Regions from separate parts of the Zea mays genome. Here region 2 is linked to region 1. Evidence: chromatin contacts called from public Hi-C data. All regions are on one chromosome and are shown on one strand. Each heading gives the region's core, a stretch centred on a gene start, on an enhancer-like site or on the middle of the called end of the contact. The rest is flanking DNA. Distances are from core to core; before and after follow the strand shown.

Region 1 (3,011 bases), core at 402-2,901:
GGTTGGTTATAGAAGTCGGCACGTCTTTCTTTCTCAATGTTCCTATTCGCCTCGCCAGCAACCAGCTTTAAATCTTTGCTCTGGGAAGCTATCAGAGCATTGATGAACTCCACTGGGGACTGGCTGAAACCCAGGAAGAAGGCCCTCCTCCTGCGATGCTCATGGATCTTCTTGATCGAAGCAGATATCACCTCGTCGCAGGCCTCAATGTCCTTGTGCTTCTCTGTGTTGGCAAGGAATGCCATCATCTCTTTCTGCAGCGGGAAGGGAACATCCACCAGCACATCATAGCAAGCACTGCTATGCGCTTCATTCCCCGACAGCTTAATCTTGTGCTCCAAATTGATGGGTGGCGGGGCAGACAGATGCTGAGATATCCTCTGTGACAGCATTGCAAACTTGAGCTTGTCCTCCCCAAACACCTTCTTCAATTGAGGGTCACACATGAAGAAGGAAGGATCATTTGGGTTCTGAAGCTTCTTTGCTTTAATATACTGCCAGAGGGCAGCAATCACCCGTGCGCGAGTGTCCACCTCCACCCCAAGCACCTCCATAAGCGGCTGTGACAGCTTGAACTTCTCAGGATTGTAGTTCATCTCCAGCCGGATGTTTGCAACAAACTCTTTATCCCCTTTCCTCTTTACCTCGAACCCTTCCTGCTGGGCAGCTGTCCGTGCATTCTCCCAGATGATGAGCGGATTCTCTGGGTACAGAGAGGGGTCCAGCGCTATAGTCACCCTCTTGAAGAATTGGGAGAACTTGGGGTACACTGGGTTGTGCTTGGGCACAACACTGGAAGGATCCAGCTCGGCGCCGTCCTCCAGCACGCGACCAATGATCTTGAGCGACCAGGTTGGCGGGTCAGCATTCTTGGGCGGTGGGATGGTGCGAGGCCCCTGGTTGGCGAAGGTGTTGAAGACGTAGATGCGGAGTGTGCGCTGGAGCGAGGGCGGCGTCTTGAGCGCCTCCTGGATGTCTACCTTCTTCCGCGCAAGCGCGGCGTCCACGCGGGCCTCGAACTCGAGCAGCTGCGTGTAGAGGGCGGACTCTGGGAGCAGCGCGGCGACGCGGTCAGGGAGCTGCTTCTCGGGGAGTTTGCGCTTCTTGTTGCGCCGCGCGGCGGGGGTGAGGTCGACGCCCCCAGAGTTGGCAACGGCCGCCGCCGCGGCCGCAGCCTTGTACGCGGCAGCCGCCGAGGCCGCTGCGGCCGACGAGGTTGAGCCGGGTGCCAGGGGCCGGACAGGGGGCTTTTGCGGGGGGCGCTTGGCCGATCCTGCAGTGGCGGCCATGAGCGGAGTCTGGGGTGATGACGAGGCACCCATGTGGATCTGGAAGGCGGGGTTGTGGGTGGGCGGCGTGTGGAAGAGGCCCTGGAAGGGGGAGCCGGCGAGGGAGGGAGGGCGGAGGTGGGTCATGGGCGTTGCCGGTGAGCCGCCCGTTTGAGGCTGCTGCTGCTGATGCATTGGACGCGGCTGGGTGGGAGCGCCGGTTGGGTTGGGGTTGCCGCCGGAGGACATGCGCCGACGGTCCCACGGCGAGAAGGGCGAGATCGAATCTCTCCCGATAGGAGGAGCTAGCTAGGGTTTGGAGGGGAGAGAGGTTGGCGACTGACAGGGATTCGGAGAGGATGATGAATGGGAGAGAGATAGTTGGGCCTTTCGTGGGCCGGGCGTTTCTTAATGATTCGCTGACGTTGAACGGTACAGCGGTAGAACGAAAAAGTCCATGTAACCCGCGCGTAATTTTAGTTTGCCTTCCTCAATAAAGGCCACTTTGAATCATGAGCTAAAGCAAGGTGACTAAAATTTAATCACTCTAAAGCTATATTTGGTTCCATTAGTACTATGAGTAGGGGTGGAAACAGATCGAATATGTACATATACAAATTCGAATGTCACAGTTTACCAAATTTTAGTCCAAATTCGGATATGAATTCGAATATCTTCGGATATGCATACAAAACGGATAGTCGAATCTGAATTGTTATTCGGATATTTACTCAATTCAACTCAAACAACATACTCTAAAATTTCACATATGTTGATTTTTATTTAAGTATAAGTTTATAGATAGTAAGTATATAGTCAAAACAAATTTAAATTAAAGTAGATTTCTCGTGAACCTCGATATCCAAGTCAACAAAACTATATAAATAATATTTTTAAACTATCGAATCATGTAACAAAGATAAATAACAACACATTATATTTAATAAATAACATTTGTACAAATACGAGTAAACAAAAATTGATATAAAATAGTTAATGTATCGAGAGAAAAAATCATTCTAAAATGAATGAATGCCCTATATAAATGTGTGTACCAAAACATAAATGAAAACATGAAGAAAAATATCTATATATTGTAAAGTGGAGAGTTATAGTTGAATGTTTATGAAACTTTGTTGAGATGTGTTCACTATATAGACAAAGTGGAGAGTTATAGTTGAATTTTATTATTGAATATCACAAGAAATATAAGGGTGATTTATTTATTTATTTATCATATAAATATTTTTAATATTTAAATGGTATATATCATTTTTCTAGTATATTATTAAACATAAAATCATTTGTAATTAGTAATCAGTGATAAAATTAAGTTTTAAATGGTTTCATCGAACATATTTTTTCACAAATACGGATAGTATCGTATGTTTATTGTTTTTTAAATACAAATACGGAATCAGATAGAGAAAAGGTACTATAAATCGAATTCGGATACGTCCATTTGACATCCATATTGAAATCGAATACGGATACAGATATCCATATTAGCAGTTTTAACGAATACAACAAGGATAATTTGGATTTCCATACATCCATTTCCAACCCTATATATGAGGACTAAACTGACCCGAATGCATTAAATGCAACATATAAAAGACTGAAATAGTCTTTTTCTTGTTTCCCGTATATGACACCAGTTTTCTAAGTAAGGTCATTTAGAGTAAATGCTGCCCTTTAGTCTCTTTTAGCATTCATGTGAGGGACTAGAGACTAAAGCCAATT
Region 2 (3,214 bases), core at 696-3,195, 150 kb before region 1:
ACCGTGTCGCTGTCCTAAACGCCGGAGGGAGTAGCTGCTAAAGTTAGTTGAAGGCATCCAAACAGTCTAGCTAATAGTTCAACTATTAGCTACTTTTAGCAAATTAGCTAATAGTTAGCTAGCTAATTCCACTATCATTTTTTTAGCCAACTAACTATTAGCTCTAGGTCATTCAAACACACCCTAAGGCTAAAATGTCAAACAATGTATTTCCATCATTACAGTAAAGACCCACAAAGTAGTAGATCGTTATTTCACGATAGTAATCTGCTAGCAATACAGAATATTTGATGGAACAAAATAAGCTAAAACTTTAATGGCATGGGCTCTAAAGTGGTCAAGTGGGCCATCGTATACCCATGCTCAAGAACAACACTACCAATGCTAGATCACGTGGGACCGAATATTATTCATCAACAAAATAATGCAGGAACCTATGTCTACCCATTTATGGCTGGTAGTATTTAAAACACAGCACCCTCAATGTTAGGCCTACTTGCCTAGTAAGTTCTACACACACAAAAATGCACATTCTCAGGAAAACTAGAATATAGGTCCATATAACTTATAAGACATACAGTTGACAAAAATCAAATCCAGCAGTGATGAGAAAGATTTGTCAATAATAAGAATTTTAAAAGTAACTTGATTTCCTCTTCTGCTTGTTTCCCCTGAATCATAGGAGGGAGACCAAAAGGAGGAAGATGATGAGACATACTACAACTAGATCATGACAAGAACAGAAAACCTAATAAATTGACAAAATCTGAATTGGCCCCTCAGAAGTAGAACTGGTCCAGACACTATGAACCTAAAGTATAAACTTGCATTAAAGATATAAATAATTTGATCAAAATTCAAACAGCGAGACAAGGTCAATCACAGATCATCAGCGAACCTGCAGAAATAAATCGTGATATAAGGTAGCTGTGAGACGACCAGTGCAGTTGCTGCGTGGACAAAGCATCAAAGCTCAGTGAAGCAATTTTGCTAAGTGTTGCGCCAATTGTACAGATCACATATCATATTATCAGTAGCAGCCAAACAAAAAAAACGAACATGGATCACTAGCGCATAGGCCCCCACCTGAAATGGTCTAATCCCACCCAGATCAGGCTATACTAAAGCGAAATTCCACATAAATCAATCAATCAAATCAAAATATGAAATCCCAAACAGACCAGCGCTAAAGTAGCTGGCTAGTGCCCAACATCTGACGCAGGAAGGAGCTACACAAATCTGGAATCGAATGTCTCCATCCAATCACATCCAGTTCCCAATCGAACAGTAACCAAGTGGCACATAGGCACCGAGTAAGTCAAACATGCTGCACAGAAAATTTTTACCGGGTGCAGAGGTCGCACCCGCGTCAAATCTCAATCCCATAGCAACCACCGAACTAACTGAACCCAACCAACTGAACCGAATACTGTTAACATGAACAGGAGGTAAGGAGCGGGCACCAACCGGAGATGTCGCCGCCGTTGCGCAAGACGGAGGCGAGCCCGGGGTCGGCGATTAGCGCGCGGGGCCCCGGGATGCGGGAGCCGAGCGCCCAGAGGCGGAGAAGCGCGGCGACGCGGAGGAGCAGGAGCCAGGTGACGGCGAGGAGGCCCGCCCACAGCAGCGCGTTGGTCCCGCGCCGCGCGTAGTCCCGGAGGAAGGCGCGGCCGCCGCCGACGCAGGCCGGCCAGGCGGCGGGTCCGGCGGTGATGAGCGCGCCCAGCAGGGTGAACGGCACGCCCGTGGCGTTGCAGGAGGACGGGGATGCCATATACCGCTAGGGAGGGGTGGAAGGTGCAGCTGGCGGAGCTGCGAGGCACGCAGCGATAGGAAGAGGAGGAGCTCGAGCTCTCCCGGGAAGAAGAGGGGCGGAAGACTAGACGGCACATTCGCCTACGGCTCCTCTAGAAGAAAAAAAAAAGGATCTAGGCTATCGTCTTCTGTTTTGGTCCTCCTGTAATTGAGGAATTCATAAGCAGGTCCTTAACAAAAGTTTTTAATGTTTGTAAAACATTTTTTAGAGAAAAAGAAGAGCTTTTCTTAATCTCGTGGGCTTGCCAATTTTTTGTATATTGTTGGTGAAACTCCACTGTTTCAGAAAATTATCTTCACCTGAACAAGTGATACAATACAAACTCTGAACACCACGGAGCGCGGCACAAACCACCACTGCGCTTTTTTTCCCTCCAAGCGAAAACGACAGGCACCGCACTAGGCGGCTAGGCCGATGTGCACTGTCGGTCAGATCATCAGATGAGGCAACGTATCCACGCTCGCGAGGTGCCGGCGACGGATTTGGCGCCGGAGACCGGAGCGCCTGCTTCACGCTGTCCAATCGCTTGGCGCAGCGAAAAGAACACAGGATCGCGCGCTGCGGCCTGCGGCTGGTCAGCTGGTGGCACCGAACTTGGAAGCATTCTCGTGTGGTCGCCTACTTGTGTGCGGTGTCTTGCGACTACATTTGTGCTGTGCCTAATAGGCCGGCCCAAAGCACACAATTTTTGGCACGGCCCATATCTGGCACGGCCCAACCTAATTGTGGGACTGGGCCGGCACGGCCCATATTGTGGGTCGTGCCTGGGCCTCATGTCAAGCCCACGGGCCGGTCTGGCATGGCCCATTTAACTAAGGCCCACCGATGCCCACTAAATATAGACTCAGTATTTAACTAAGGTTCGTCAAAGCTCACATGACTAGCATAACTTGGAGAATCTAGAGCTTCAATAAGCCATCGAGAACCAATACCTAGATATGGATAGTGAATAGTGATGATCATTGTATATGTATTCTGTATGGATGTATAGTACTCAATTAAACACTAAACAGAGAACTAAATATTATTTATGAGCTAGTTGTTTTTTTCTTTCTGACCAAAGGTTTATATGCATCCACAAAACATCTTAGTTTTATTTTGGTCATATATATATATATATATATATATATATATATATTACTTTTTGTTGATGTATTACTGTTGTATGTATATGGGCCGGTCTGGCATATTAAGGTATTTTGGGCTATTTGGGCCGGCCTGGCACACATAACTAATTGTGGACCGTGCCGTGGGTCGATGACTGGGCACACGTGCTGGCACGGCACGACCCATAATTAGATATGTGCTTTTGTGGGCCGTGCCTTTGTGGGCCGTGCTTTTGTGGGCCTGTGCCGTGTCGGGCCAGGCCGGCCCACATGTACATGTATACTTGCGACC

What was found. Hi-C and Micro-C count contacts between places; a contact is called where the count stands out from the background.
Region 2: a contact with region 1 is called in a Hi-C map of bundle sheath, with 4 times the contacts expected there. The contact joins the promoter of LOC100286850 here to the promoter of LOC100382816 in region 1. A contact is called at or near these places in 2 of 25 Hi-C or Micro-C datasets (bundle sheath and leaf).

What each region holds. Positions count from the first base shown.
Region 1 is chr2:220,629,112-220,632,122 of Zm-B73-REFERENCE-NAM-5.0, reverse strand. It overlaps LOC100382816, which reads right to left and starts at 1,651. Exons shown (of 2, transcript NM_001368202.1): 1 at 1-1,651. The coding sequence starts at 1,517.
Region 2 is chr2:220,774,363-220,777,576 of Zm-B73-REFERENCE-NAM-5.0, reverse strand. LOC100286850 reads right to left here and starts at 1,945. Exons shown (of 7, transcript NM_001159621.2): 1 at 1,468-1,945. The coding sequence starts at 1,774.